Linked DNA regions of Sus scrofa: region 2 is linked to region 1. The links are chromatin contacts, called in public HiChIP or PLAC-seq maps. All regions are on one chromosome and are shown on one strand. The core of a region is the stretch at or near the end of the contact, and the rest is flanking DNA. Distances in the headings are between cores, read along the strand shown. Region 1 overlaps FBXO18 (F-box DNA helicase 1). Region 2 overlaps FAM208B (protein FAM208B).

Region 1 (7,809 bases), core at 3,243-5,742:
GCATTGCCGTGAGCTGTGGTGTAGGCTGCAGACGTGGCTCGGATCCCGCGTTGCTGTGGCTCTGGCGTAGACTGGCAGCTACAGCTCCGACTGGACTCCTAGCCTGGGAACCTCCATATGCCGTGGCTGCAGCCCAAGAAATAGCAAAAAGACAAAAAAAGAAAAAAAAAAGAAAGAAAGAAAGAAATGAAAGCGGGCTATGAGAACTGATGTCAAAGAAGTAAGGTCATGAGAACACTATGGACAACTGCAGGCCAACGAACCAGATTACCCAGAAGAAACGGATACATTCCTAGGAAAACACAACCCACTGAAGACTGAATCACGAAGAAACAAAAAATCTAAACCGACCAATAATGAGGACAGAGGTTGAATCAGTAAAGAGCCCAGAGCCAGATGGCCTCACTGAAGAATTCTACGGACACTGAGGAAGAGCAGTCCTCCTTAAACCCTTCGAAAACACCGAAGAGGAGGAAGCACTTCCAAACTTCCTGAGGCCAGCAAGACCTCCTGCCAAAGCCATACAAAGACACCACCAGGAACGAGACGAAGAGCTGTGACTGTCACGGAAAAGAACCGCATCATGTCACTGCCGGGGATAATAAAGAGGGTGTTAGCCTAGCATTTCAAGAGGTAAGGAGGTCCCGTCGTGGGGCAACGGAAACAAATCCCACAAGGAACCATGAGGTTGTGGGGTTCGACCCCTGGCCGTGCTCAGGGGGTTAAGGATCCAGCGTTGCCGTGAGCTGTGGCGTAGGTCGCAGATGCAGCTCGGATCCGGCGTGGCTGTGGTGTAGGCTGGCAGTTACAGCTCCGATTTGACCCCTAGCCCGGGAACCTCCTCATGCCATGGGTACGGCCCTAAAAAAACAAAAAACCAACCAAAAAAGGTAAGGACAAGCCGGTTTATTTTCCCCAAATCTTCTCAAGCAGAATGAAGAGGACCCTCCCGTATCCCCCTCCATGACTATTTGGGTCACAGCGGAGGGACCTCAACTAAGGGACTGGAAGTGCTGACCCAAGACGGCGTCCACAACTAAAAGCAGAAAGATATTTCTCAGAAAGGAGGAGACAAGACCCCAAGCAAAGAATGGAGCGAGAGCGAGGTGAAATTTCCTCTGGGATCTTTTGCGTTTAGAAGAGAAACGTACGAAGTCTTGATACACCCACGTCGCACTCCGAGTTTCCAAACTTCAGTGCCTTTGAAGAATGAGTTCAACACGCACCTCTGGTTTCGTCCCAGCGGCTCGTCTAAGGGATACACACGCCAAGCAGACACCCTCGCAGCCCTCAGGCCGGCGGGAGGCCAGACCCTGGGAAGTGCAATTACACAACGAAGGGCAGGGCAGGGCGCCAGGCCACGCGGTGCTGGGAAATCCTTCCTGAGGGCACAGACCACCCACCATGTCAACCTCAAGGCACTGCAGGGTGACTCAACGCAGCACTTGTTTTATTAATCACCTACTGCATGTAAAATATTGCAGGACTGCGGAGAATTCAGAAACACAAAGGACAACCCACCTTCTATCAAGGCCCTAATCATTTAAGAAATGGTCTTTTTTTTTTTTACTTCTTAGGGATACACCTGTGCTAGGGGTCGAATCTGAGCTGTAGCTGCTGGCCTACACCACAGCCACAGCCACGCCAGATCCGAGCCATGTCTGAGACCCACACCACAGCTCACGGCAATGCTGGATCCTTGCCCCACTGAGCGGGACTTGGGATCAAACCTGGATCCTCATGGATACTAGTCAGATTCGTTTCTGCTGAGCCGTGATGGGAACGCCAATGCACTAATTATCTACAGGGAAGAGGAAGCCTCTCTAAAACCGTAACAGAGAACATGATAAGTTCAAACAAAGGTATAAAGGTATAAATCACTGTAGCAGCACGAGAGAGAGAGAAAATTCAACGGGATAGAATGGGAACCAGTAGTTCACCTACGCATGAAGGCTTGAAGAAGAGGCGAGACATCCAGAGATAGGAGGGGCTTTTTAGGTGGGGGGGGGGATGAGACCAACACGGGGAAAGGAGCACGCAGGCCACAGCTGGGGGCAGCAAAGCACTCATTAGGGACATGACACGGGGTTGGCGGAGGAAGGGGGTCAGCAGTGAGACTGGACAAGGTGGGTGAACCCGGAGGGCCCTGGATGCGATTCTGGAGCAAAAGGACACCCCCGAGTCAGAACTAAAACCCTACGGGCAGAAGGACAGGCGGGGTGAGGGGGCCCGGGCTCTCGCAGAGCAGACGCAGGGAAGGCGGGGGCCCCGTACCAGCGGGTCACTGATGATCTCCCTCCAGAGGTGGCACACCAAGCTCAGGTTCCAGTAGAGGTCCTCCACGGGGAGGAAGGCAAAGATGTGCCTGAGCACCTCGCTGGGCAGGCTGCAGATGCGGCTCTGGGGCTCCTGGCCCGGCAGGCTCCCGAGGAGCCCGTAGTGCGGGTCGGGGTCGGGGTCGGGCCCATCGTCCTCCGGGTCTCCTCCGCGGGACTCCCCAGGCCGCGACACCGGCCCCTCGGCTTCCCACCGGGCCTCCCCGGGCCTGGGGCACGACGGGGACAAGGGGTGCCGCGGCGTCTTCTTAGAAGCCCCGGCCCACCGCCGGGGGCCCGTGGCGGGCTGCCGCTCGTCCTCGTCCTCGAAGGCCCGAGACCGCTTCCTGGCAGGCAGCGCCGCCCCCGGCGGGCCCAGCCTTGCCTCCCCGTCCCCCTCCGGAGGCAGGGCGCACGTGCTCTCGGCGGCAAAGATCATCTCGTCCCCCGAGTCCTTGGCGCTGTCCTGGCCCCCAGAACTGCTCTTGGCCATGACATTGGTGCACTGCTGCCGGCCGGACACGAAGAACTCAGGGCTGTATCCTGGGCATCCTCGACCTGTGCCAGGAAGGACGAGACCTGAGTGATGACTGCTGACCCTCGGGGGCGGGGCGCAAAATGAAACCAACATTCCCTTACCTGCTTTAAGAGAGGAAAGAGACAAATCTATTGGTCAATTGATTACACAAACAGCTTTATGCCAAACCGAGTGATCCTGGGCTCTCGTGTGCAGACACACATTTGGAAAGAGACAAAGCCCAGTCTCTGGACAGCGTGAGGACCACGTTACACGCCGCGCTGCATACAAACAGCACACCTGCCCAGACAGCACGCAAGCACCTAACTGCTCACACCCACCCATCTGCCTACGCAATGCACCTCTCTTAGCCTGCTTGTACAATGTAAAAAAACAATTTTTTGTACAAAAAAAACCCTAAGGTTGCATAAATAGGAAAATCATTTAGATTATTAGAATTCAGTAAAATCCGCTGGTCTCATTTGACAGTTAAAATCCTTTTGATTTTTATTTCCTCCTGTAAAACTGGCACCTTATTGTAAAATATAAGTCAGGGGAGTTCCCACTGTGGCTCAGCAGGTTAAGAAACAGTATCCATGAGGCTGTGGGTCTGATCCCTGGCCTCGCTCAGGGGGTGAAGGACCCGGCACTGCTGCAAGCTGCGGCGTAAGCCCCAGACGTGGCTCACACAGGCCGGCAGCTGCAGCTCTGATTCGACCCAGGAACTTCCACATGAGTCAGGTGCAGCCGGAAAAAGCAAAAAACAAACAAACAAACAAAAAAATACACACACACACATATAGTCAGAATTCTTTTCGTGTCATTAGAGTGCACCTAATCTAGTCTAACATTTACTCAATAAGGCATTTACTAAGCACCTATGGTTCCGAGACAAATATAAACTGCATGTAAATTGCATAATAACAGTATACAGGGTCCTTGACCTCACAGACGTCTCAGGAACTTAGGGGTCTAGCTGGCGATTTCACACATCACCACAGCATTTTTAAACTCTTGTGAACTGCTGTGAAATGCCAGTGAAGTAGTTAACACCTTACCGACATACAGCAAGACATGCGCTACTTCCCTGAAAGGGCTCAACCCAGAATCCTCAAGTAAATGAGGCAGGGGGGCCAGACAGTGGAACAAAACAAGGTTTAGAATTTATAAAGTTTAATATTTTTCCCATGTCAGATAAACATTATAACTGTTTCTGGGGCACCTCGATAGAAACCAGAAGTTTTGAAGTCAAGGGGCCTGGGTGAAATCCTGCTATTTTCTAGCTGGGGAATTCAGTCGCACCAAAACCTCTGAAGACCTACCCCTCGTTCGGTGCCACGTTTCCCGCAGAAACACACCCATGCTGACAAGTCTATCAGGAAAGCGCTCACCGCACAGAAGAGAAGTTGACTCACACACACACAACAGACAAGTGTCAGACGACACAGGGCCACTGCCCTGAACCTCCCTCCTCGAATTGGTGACAGTGGTTCCCAAACGTGATAAACACATACGCCACCCCCATCCCGGTATTTCGCACGCCTGGGGAAGGCCTGAGTTGGATTCTGCAATGAGATGCAGGGCGGGGAAGGGAGCCCGTCCGGCTTACATGAACAGGCAGTGGCAGCAGAGGCAGGAAACTGCTGGGCACGTGAAGGGGAGGAAGAAAGGCAAGCTGCCAGAAGCAGAACTTGCGTGTAGGAATGTCAGCGGACGGGGCTTGAGTCCCCTAACAGCAGCAGGGACACGGCCCACACTGCAGGCTGGGAGCGGGTCTGGGAGCAGGCTGGTGACATGACAGAAAGTGGGACGAAGGACCATTATGTGATGATGTATGTGCGACGTGCTTGGGAAGAAACAAAGTCTGGAGACAAGCAGGAGGGTCAGAGCAGCAGCCCGGGCACGAGGCGACAAAGGGCACTGAAGACGCTACCACAAAAGCCTGGAACAAGGGGCGCCAGGAGGAACACGGCGACACCGTGGGCCCAGTGACAGACTGGACAAGTCAGATCACGGCTGGAATCGTGGCGACACGCTTCCTACACGTGAGAGTGGAGACGCCCCGTGTCTTCCTGGGCCTCTTTCACCCCACGGCGCTAAGATGGGATTGTCACGGGAAACCCACACATCAGGAAGAAGGCTCAAACTGTGGCAACAGGATGGCAAGTGACAGTAGCAATATTTACACAGGGACACACACACTAGAGATGTGGAGGGCAGACGTACCCCGAGTCCCTCGCTTTGCTCTGGGTCTAGGATAGAGACCGTGGTTGGGGTCTCTGTTTGTCCATCTTTGACCGAAGGGCTGGGTCACAGCCAAGTGACTCCGCGCCAAATGTTGGCAGTCGATGGCCGTAAGATGCTTCCGCTTAAACCGTCTCACTGTTTTGCACCAGCAGGCAGAAGAAACGGGACACGTGTTAGTTATCACCAATTCTCAAGCTGGCCAGCAAATTAATTTTCAGGAATACAGTGACTACAGCCCACCTTCTCCAGCCCTTCTCCTCTCCTATTTTCCCAATTTTCAGTCATGTCGATTTCTTAGCATAGTTCCCTTCAGATTTGAGAGGAAATCCCAAGATCATAAAATAACCTATCACACTTTCTAGAAGCCCTGACAATGACACACTCATTCAAAAAGAAGGTACCCCTCACTAACAGATAAACTGAAAGCTGGCATCTTTTCCTTGACTTTAGCCAGGCCATTTATGGTCCCATAATGACCATGACTATTTTCAGAGTTGGCTACAGCTTTTCAAAAATAAACTCATTCCTTATATACCAGCTTTCCCCAAGTCACAGAAGCAGACCACACTGACCAATGCGGAGTCACTGCAGAGTCCCTGTGTGCCTCCCGCCCCCCACCCCCACCCCATGCACCTGCCCAGCCCCCAGGGCATCTGGCAGGAGGAAGAGGGTGGGAACAGGGCCCCCAAACAGAAGAGAACCAAGTCTGCTTTTCAGCATCTTCAGAGGAGGAAATTTCATATTCTCCCTCAGCAACACACTATAGCAGCAGGTGTACCTAGAATTCCATCTCAAGAGTATTGAAATAGTTTATAGTAGTCGTTTTCTGCCAGGTCATTCTTTTTCATATTTAACTGAGACTCTCTATGTTGCTGCATCTTACTGCATGTAAGCTCTACCTACCTCCTATGGCATTAAATAGGCTAGTTACACGACTGTAAAACAGTACAGTTACACTTTATAGAAGGAAAAAAAAGAGAGAGAGAGAGAGGACAAGAATCGATACAACCAGAGAATTAAAGCGATCCTTTACAGGAGATGATCAGCAGAGAAACCAGTTTCTTCCAGCACCGTGTTTTCACAGGTCCTAAAAATACTCGAGTAAACGGGAGTATCAACGGCCAGACTCTCACCCAGCACATCCTACAGCCCTGAAGGGTCGAAAACCAAGACACTACTGGGTCTTCCTGGAACTCATATTCCTAATCAGGAGCCCCCCCCCTCGGCCCTTAGCTTCTTCAGAAACGATTCTTCCAGGTTTCAGTCTATTCTTTCAAGGTTTAACAGGAGTTTTTTTAAAACATTATTTCTACACACAAAAATCGTTCTACAGGTCCCTCTAAAAGGATGCTGGAGACCTTTTAACTTCCTGAATTCAGAGTTAAGATGCAGCAGTATTACTGCTAAGCCACAGAGCAGTATTTAAAAATATGCTCAGCTGGGTAAAAGCAAACACACAACACGTCTAGTGAAGAGACAGTGGAACTGACGGGGGGTGGGATGGGGGGATGACAAAAAAAGGGGTGTGATCCCTCAGCTGACCACACAGCAACCAGAGGACCCCCAGTCCCTTAGCTTCTCTAAGACTGAGAAGTGTTATAATAATTGAGAAAATACACCCCAAAATGTTAAATTATAAAAACGCTATACAAATATCCCCATCCGCTTATTCTCTTGAACAAAGCTTAGAAGTGACTGATTTGCATAAAACACTGAAATAACTTTCCAATTATAAAGATGTCACCTAGGGGTCCCCTTTTGGCTCCGTGGGCTATAGATCTGGCGTGGCCACTGCAGCTGCTCGGGTTGCGGCTGTGGCTCAGGTTTGATCCCTGGGCCCAGGAACCTCTACATGCCAAGGGTGCGGCCAAAAATAAAAAAAAAAATAAAAGATGTCACCTAATGACAAGACATGAAGTCCATCAGCAGTGCAAGGACAACCCGCTCTGTATTACTGGAAATAGCTTTTCAAAAGCCAAGTAATATGTCTTAATTACTTCTTATGAACAGAAAATACCCTTCACTGTAATGATTTTATCAGTTTCACTCCTCTGCTGCTGGACACATTCCTCTACACTAAACACCAAATCTTGGAGTTCCTACAGTGGCTCAGTGGGTTAAGAACCGGATCCGGTGTTGCTGCGGCTGTGGTGTAGGCCGGCCGTTGCAGCTCCGATGCAACCCCTAGACTGGGAACTTCCATGTGCCATAGGTGCAGCCCTAAAAAGAAAAAGACAATAAATTAAAAAATAAAAACCAAGTCTTATTCATATGGGGGGGGCAGAAAAAGAACGTGTGGTTTTTCTATTTTAAAAATATAATAGGAGTTCTCGTCGTGGCGCAGTGGTTAACGAATCCGACTAGGAACCACGAGGTTGCAGGTTCGATCCCTGCCCTTGCTCAGTGGGTTGAGGATCTGGCGTTGCCGTGAGCTGTGGTGTAGGTTGCAGACGCGGCTCGGATCCCGCGTTGCTGTGGCTCTGGCGTAGGCCGGTGGCTACGGCTCCGATTAGACCCCTAGCCTGGGAACCTCCATATGCTATGAGAGCGGCCCTAGAAAAGACAAAAAGACCAAATAAATAAATAAATATATAATAAATGTGAAAATTTCCTATATTGAAAAAAACAAGCTTAATGTCTGATTCTTCTCTTTGATGAGACATAAAAATTTACCTCTTCTGCTCAAAACCCTTGCTGTTACAAAGCCAACCACCTCAATGCTGTTTTGTC
Region 2 (7,679 bases), core at 1,494-3,993, 150 kb after region 1:
AAAAATTACATAGAAGCACGTTTAGGCTTTACCTTAATTAGATTAAAAATTACAACATAACCAGACTTCCCATGATACCAAGGTCTTGCCTGAAGATAGTCTGAGTATTTGGAAATGTATACACCTATAAAAGTATAAAATGTAGATTAACTTACACTGTAAAAGATTGTTTCACATACACAATTCACCTGTACAGCTACCTTTAAATAAGATAACACAAAAGAAAATAAAAGCTAATATTAAAAAACTACTCTGAAACTGCTTACCTTTTAGAAAGTATTTGAGATATTCTAAAGGTATGGAAACATTAGAGCTAAGATAAGGTAGGATATATCAGTTTGACAACCAATTTTCTAGTTGGGCACAATAACTAAAAAGGGATAAAAGCATCACACTTTTGGAAAATTTTCATTTATTTTTTCTCCACGCAATCACTCAAAGGCCTACTGGTAATTAATCTGATTCTCAAGTTACTGTTTGCAAAAAGTCTCCCTAAGCACTCAGACTGGATGCGTGCTAAGCTTTACTACACGGCAGCTCTGTGCAGTGACACAAAGGGACACAAACAAGGTCCCTGCGTTTGAGCAGCTTATTCTGACAGACTAAGCTGCATGGAGGGGGTTTTACTCATTTCGTTCACCGCCGCAGCCACATGACACGCCACTGCTGCTGAAGAGAGAAAGAAGCGAGTCTCCGGGAGGGGAGAGGGGATCCCCAAAGGCGGCAGCGGGCAGGAAGAGGCAAGGACAGACTTCAGAGGTCCTCCTCAACTGAGGCCTCTCTTTTGAAAACACAAAGACAGCGGTGAGAACACTGACACAGTGGATGGAGCAATAAATTCGTGGCCACAAGACTGGGTTCCAGTTCCAACTTTTTCTCTTACTACCAGTGACAACCACGTGCCTGAGGGGCATGTCACTTAAGGGAGAGGGTGGGCATGGGTCATAAACACATAAACTACAGGGTTCTCAGGAAGAGTTCAAAGGATTGATAAGCTTTTAAAACCGTGATACACTAGATTAATATAAAGGACTCCTATTAGACACAGAACTGTCCATTTCTATTTGAGCCAAAAACTATACAACAGGCCGTGGTGCGCCTTTATTATCAGCCCCACTACATGGGATTACGAAGAATGTGTATTTGTCACGAACAATCCAACCTCTGCTCCACCTTTCAAACATCAACTGTACCCCGAAGCCAGCCTCTCAAACATCAATAATAAACTCGTGAGCCTGCAGCAGGAAAATGGCCTTAAGTTTTGGAGATGGAAGCTGAGGCATTTGCTTGTAGTTCACATTCATATTTAAAAAAAAAAAAAAGTTTTTTTAAACAAATGAAGATTAGGAGTTCCCGTCGTGGCGCAGCGGTTAATGAATCCGACTAGGAACCATGAGGTCGCGGGTTCCGTCCCTGCCCTTGCTCAGTGGGTTAACGATCCGGCGTTGCCGTGAGCTGTGGTGTAGGTTGCAGACGCGGCTCGGATCCCGCGTTGCTGTGGCTCTGGTGTAGGCTAGTGGCTACAGCTCCGATTCGACCCCTAGCCTGGGAACCTCCATATGCCACGGGAGCGGCCCAAAGAAATAGCAAAAAGACAAAAAAAAACAAAAACAAAAACAAAAACAAATGAAGATTAATGCAAAACATCACCTGTTAAATGTAGGTGATAGGTCTATTATGCCATGCTCTCTACTTTTTCTATGAACTTTTCATAATGAAAAGAGGGGGATTAAAAAGAATCAGGGAGAAGGAAAAAAGGGTTTTATGTAAACAGTCATCAGGGTTATGAATTTATCCCCTTTCATGTCCTCTGAAGTGGTGAATATAAGTTTAAAAAATGTTTCTTTTACACAGAGTTAGCACCTGAGCCAGCAATTCCACTCCTAGAGAAATGAAAACACATGTCCACAAAAAGACTTGTACAGGAGGAGTTCCCGTCGTGGCGCAGTGGTTAACGAATCCGACTAGGAACCGTGAGGTTGCGGGTTTGGTCCCTGCCCTTGCTCAGTGGGTTAACGATCCGGCGTTGCCGTGAGCTGTGGTGTAGGTTGCAGACGCGGCTCGGATCCTGCGTTGCTGTGGCTCTGGCGTAGGCTGGCAGCTACAGCTCCGATTAGACCCCTAGCCTGGGAACCTCCATATGCTGCGGGAGCGGCCCAAGAAATGGCAAAAAGACAAAAAAAAAAAAAAAAAAAAAAAAAAAAAAAAGACTTGTACAGGAGTGTACAGAGTAGCAATTTCACTATAGCCAAAAAGCAGAAACAATCAAATATCCATCAACTGCTGAATGGATAAAGAAAATGTGGTACAACAGAATACGATTCAGCCAGAGAAGCACATGCTGACAACATGGATGAACCTCAAAAGCACGAAGCTACGTAAAAGGCGTCACAAAAGATGACACGTGATTCCATTCATGTGGAAGATCAGGAACAGGCCACTCCACAGGGGCAAAAACACAGTGGCTGCCTAGGCTGGGGGGAGAGCAAGTGACAGATGAAAATGGTCTGAGATTGACTGTGCTGACAGCTGCACAACTCTGTGAATACACTGCAAACACAGAATTCTATGCTTTAAATGGGTGAACGGAATGGTGTGTGCATTTTATCTCACTAAAGCCGTTATTTGAAAAAATAGTCAGCAGGAATCTAGCCATGAAGCCTGATAATCTTTCTCAGTCCTGAGCTCCAACTTCTTTAGCCTCGGACACTGCCACACCTCCTTGCATCCTTCTGCTTTCCGTGAAACTCCACTTCCTTGGGAGTTCCCGTCGTGGCGCAGTGGTTAACGAATCCGACTAGGAACCATGAGGTTGCAGGTTCAGTCTCTGCCCTTGCTCAGTGGGTTAACGATCCGGCGTTGCCGTGAGCTGTGGTGTAGGTCACAGACGCGGCTCGGATCCCGCGTTGCTGTGGCTCTGGCGTAGGCCAGCAGCTACAGCTCCGATTGGACCCCTAGCCTGGGAACCTCCATATGCCGCGGAAGTGGTCAAAAGAAATAGCAAAAAGACAAAAAAAAAAAAAAAAGAAAAGAAACTCCACTTCCTGCTTCTTCATCCACGGGGCGCCCTCTTCCTGTCCCCTCCCCAGGGCCCTATCCCTCGGTCCCATAACAACCTAAAAGTTCTGTTCTTTGCTGCCCCACGTAACGATACCTTTGGCTTCAACTAATACCCACCCGCTGCCCCCTTGAGCCCCCAAATCCTGTCCTAATCCCTTTTCCAACTACTTTCACCACCAGCAGGAGAGCTCCCAGAAACACTCGGGACAATCTCAGTACTTCTACAACTTAGCTCACTAAAGCGTCGTGTTCATCTACTGAGCGCTTACTAGGTGTAGGCGCCAAGCCGAGCACATTACATAGCCTCACGTAATCCTCACAACAAGTCTAGAAGATAATTTCATCTATTTTACACATGAGAAAAGTGAAGCTTAAAGAAATTATTCGTGCTTATCCACACTCTCCGTAAGATTACCTCTTCTCTCCTAACTCATCAGCTTCCTACTCCTTCTCCTTCGCTAACATCCTTGTGGTCTAAGGGGAAAGCCTTACGGCGGCTGTGTCCTTTCTCTTACTCCTCGCATTCCACAGTTGCCACGTGGAACCCACTCCCCATTCCCACGGCCATTGTGAGAGTTCAGAAGACAGGCTCCCTAGCCCTGGAGGACCCCGCCCATCTCCTGGCACTGAAAGACACCTTCAGTCTCTTTTCTAGTCCAACCTTCCTTTTAAAAAAGGTAACTCCTATTAGAAAACCTTAAGCCTTAGACTCGAAGCTCATTTACAGGATTAAAGCTCTGATTCCAAAGGTTATTATCATTATTATTATTTTTGTCTTTTTGCCATTTCTTGGGCCGCTCCCTCGGCATATGGAGGTTCCCAGGCTAGGGGTTGAATCGGAGCTGTAGCCACCGGCCTACGCCAGAGCCACAGCAACTAGGGATCCGAGCCTCGTCTGGGACCTACACCACAGCTCACGGCAACGCCGGATCGTTAACCCACTGAGCAAGGGCAGGGATCGAACCCGCAACCTCAAGGTTCCTAGTCGGATTCGTTAACTAACCACTGTGCCACGACGGGAACTCCACCAAAGGTTATTATTTATCATTAATGAAACTAGCTCTTAATACAGGTGTCTTTTGTAACTAAATCCCACTTCTCCTTGTAAAAGAGGTTCTTTTTTCTTACAGACCTACCTTTCCCTGGGTCACCCAGAGTGGTGAGAGCACTGCTGCCAACACAGAGTCCACGCTGACATACCAACTTTGCCTTGAAACAAAAGATCGTACTTTGCTTATCATATCGTCCTTGGGAGAGTCAATGAAATAATGCTATAGTCTATAGGCTTTCTAAGACAGAGTCTGTACACTGCATGTATTCAGAGCAAGTTTAGGCAAGGCAACTGTGTCTTAGTTACTATTAACAGTTCAGACTTCTTCATGAAATTTTACCATTTCTGTTAACAAAAGTGTCACCACCAAACCAAATTCAACAAGCTCACAGACAAATCCTCTCCTGACAATTTCAATTACAGCTAGGGACTCAGTCACTAAATCTGAAGATGTGTTGCCCCCAAATGCCTTTTTTACTATGAATCCACATCATACTTTATTTGGAAGTAAATGATTGATAAATAAACTCTCTGATATTACTATATAATCTTAATTTTATATGCTAATGTTAATTATTCTTTAGCAAATCTACCCTCGTTCAACTTTAAAAATCATGAACCCAACCAAAATATTATCACTGAATTACTTTAAGTTGGATTATAGATCTCTAGCACTGTTAAAACTGTATCTAGGAGTTCCTGTCGTGACTCAGCAGCAACAAACCAGCTAGGATCCATGAGGATGTGGGTTTGATCCCTGGCCTTGCTCAGTGGGTTGAGAATCCAGTGTTGCCGTGAGCTGTGGTGTAGGTTGCAGATGCGGCTCTGGTTCCCCGTGGCTGTGGCTGTGGTGTAGGCCGGCAGCTACAGCTCAGATTGGACCCTAGCCTGGGACCCTCCATATGCTGCAGGTGCAGCCCTAAAAAGCAAACGTTAAAAAAATAAAATAAAATAAAAACTGTTTCCAGAAGACACACACGTCTTCGGAGACACGTCTGCAGTCGTTTCCTTCTTCCACAATTTAGGTACAAGCAACGATGTGTAAGTTCAGCTTTCAAAGACAGGCAGAAGTAATTCCAAGGAACTCGAATGCTGAAGGTGTTCATCTACCCTCCAGACCATGTAACTGAAACTTGAAAACCCACAAGAAGTAGAAAATATGTATGTAGGAGTTCCCGTGGTGGCGCAGTGGTTAACGAATCCGACTAGGAACCATGAGGTTGCGGGTTCGGTCCCTGCCCTTGCTCAGTGGGTTAACGATCTGGCGTTGCCGTGAGCTGTGGTGTAGGTGGCAGACGCGGCTCGGATCCCGTGTTGCTGTGGCTCTGGCGTAGGCCACAGATTGGACCCCTAGCCTGGGAACCTCCATATGCCGTGGGAGCGGCCCAAGAAATAGCAAAAAAAGACAAAAAAAAAAAAAAAAAAAAAAGAAAATATGTATGTAAACAATGAACCAGAATGGAAAAATATCCATTCCCTCGATTAAAAGGCTTTTTTCTTTTTTCCCCAAGATCCATCCATTCCTTCCTTCTCCTCTGCGACCACCAACTGGCATGTCTGTTGACTTTCTCTTAGCCAACATGACACTCATCTACGTGGACTTTCTTGCTTCAAAGAACCAGATTATATTCATCTACAAGGCATTATTGATACTTAAGAAACCTGTACTAATCCCAATCTCACAAGATTATAAATGAATTTAAGATAAGAGAAAATCTGTAAAAAGTTGTAGACATCAACCTCTTTCACTGTGAGCTTTCACTGTCATTTACATTGCCACCGAACTAAGTAACAAAAGACTGATCAGCTACTCATCTGACGAACTTTACAGAATTAAAATACCAATATTTAAGTTTAATGAAATAATTATTTTGGTACATTAATATCCCCAGATTAACTTTCTACAGCTGAACCCCTACCTGATTTTCGGTCTCAAACAGCAGAAACCCGCAAGTTTCTTCAAGTTCTTCCTGAGTATAGTCACTTGCTTTTTTTTCTTGGTAAAAAGTTTTGTACTGTATAAAGAGAAAATAATCAAATGCCATAAACATGTCATTCTGCCTTTTAAATTAAATTTTAAAAATGCATCGTATGAATTCCCCAAGCTAAAAGACTAATGAAATTTATTATTTTTCAATTCCCTAGAATATATAATTATCTTTCCAGTGACTATTTCTAAGGATCTTTTATCTCAGCTAAAATGAGGTAACTAAAAAGAACCAGGCTTATATATAAAAAAATGATGGGTCTACTTCTTTAAAACATGAAACACACACAGTGTGTACCAAGCACCTCACCTCATTTAAGAAAATGTCATTTTTCACCAAAGTCACTTGACTGTACTGAAAACCATGCTCAGATGCAGAATCCAAGTAAGAAGTACGGAGAATTGAAACTGCCCTCTGGAAGAGAGAGTCTGAACACAAGGACACTGTCTCAAAAACTGTAAAACACAAACAAAAACAATGCAACAGTTTAAGATGAGCAAAGGACGGGAAAGCGGCGCCCTAGTATCAGGGAACACTTCCTCTACCGCCTTCCGACACAGATGAGACATTCGCCATGTGCTGGGGCTACCACAGCGACACTAGCTCAAAGGACCTCGCAGGGGAAGAAAACCACCTACATGGACAAGACCTGAGCCTTCTGGTTCAAAGCTGGGAGCTGCAACCACAGCGGGTAAAAGCGGACGCGACGGTGGTGTCCAGCCGGTGGTCAGCAGCCGCCCAGACCACCGTCTCTCGTCCGGGTTTTCTCAGAACCTCTCTGCCCTGTGAGGCACCTCCCCTTCCCTCTGCTCGCCCAGCCCCCGCCAGCCTGCCTGCTTCCCCGGGGGGGCTACTGCTGCACACTCGGCCGACACACCAGGAGCCGTGTCGCCGTGGGGTTTCCTCTCCAGCCTGGACTTGTCTACGGAACTTCGCTTCTTATGGGTTGTATTATAAAACCACCGTTTTATTAAAAATACAACTTGGTTACTTCTTTGGAAAGTACTTGTTTCACACCATACTCCATACTCTCTAGCTATCCCAGAAATTCTGACATGTGCCTCCTCCCAGGAGAGGCATGCTTCCTAGGTGAGAATTACTAACTCAACCCGCTAATTCTCGTTGTTGAGTCTTTGGGCCTTTTGAGTTTTTGAGTCCTCACTTTAGCAGGAACTGAGCCTAATGAATTCTCATAACATTTAAGGGGTTTTTTTTGTCTTTTTGCCTTTTCTAGGGCCGCTCCCACAGCACATGGAGGTTCCCAGGCTCGGGAGTCGAACTGGAGCTGTAGCCGCCTGCCTACACCACAGCCACAGCAAAGCAGGATCTGAGCCGTGTCTGCAACCTACACCACAGCTCACGGCAATAGCAGATCCTTAACCCGCTGAGCAAGGCCAGGGACTGAACCCGCAACCTCATGGTTCCTAGCGCCACCACGGGAACTCCCATTTAAGCGTTTGATTGTTTATTGCCTTCTATTTGCATTCCTTCCATTCTCTTTAACAAGGTTGGGGGAGGGGACAAACCCATTATTTATAAACAGTAGAGTAAGTTACTCAGCACTGGAGGTTTGGGCCTTA

Evidence for each region. HiChIP or PLAC-seq counts read pairs in DNA pulled down with a chosen protein or histone mark.
Region 2: an H3K27ac HiChIP or PLAC-seq map of alveolar macrophages shows a contact between it and region 1. The contact joins two enhancer-like sites. A contact is called at or near these places in 1 of 47 Hi-C or Micro-C datasets (epiblast stem cells) and 1 of 2 datasets of contacts at active chromatin or transcription factors (alveolar macrophages).

What each region holds. Positions count from the first base shown.
Region 1 is chr10:65,091,424-65,099,232 of Sscrofa11.1, forward strand. FBXO18 (F-box DNA helicase 1) reads right to left here. Exons shown (of 20, transcript XM_021065040.1): 2 at 2,275-2,873. The coding sequence starts at 2,808. Among named protein-coding and RNA genes, the nearest start is that of FBXO18, 14 kb to the right of the region's middle. Within about 2 kb of position 4,493, at least 4 of the 83 cell types and tissues checked have an H3K27ac peak or open chromatin away from gene starts, as enhancers often do. A contact at or near this core is called in alveolar macrophages, where this site is marked.
Region 2 is chr10:65,240,523-65,248,201 of Sscrofa11.1, forward strand. It overlaps FAM208B (protein FAM208B), which reads right to left. Exons shown (of 22, transcript XM_021065043.1): 3 at 6,409-6,554; 4 at 6,031-6,126. Among named protein-coding and RNA genes, the nearest start is that of FAM208B, 24 kb to the right of the region's middle. Within about 2 kb of position 2,744, at least 1 of the 83 cell types and tissues checked has an H3K27ac peak or open chromatin away from gene starts, as enhancers often do. A contact at or near this core is called in alveolar macrophages, where this site is marked.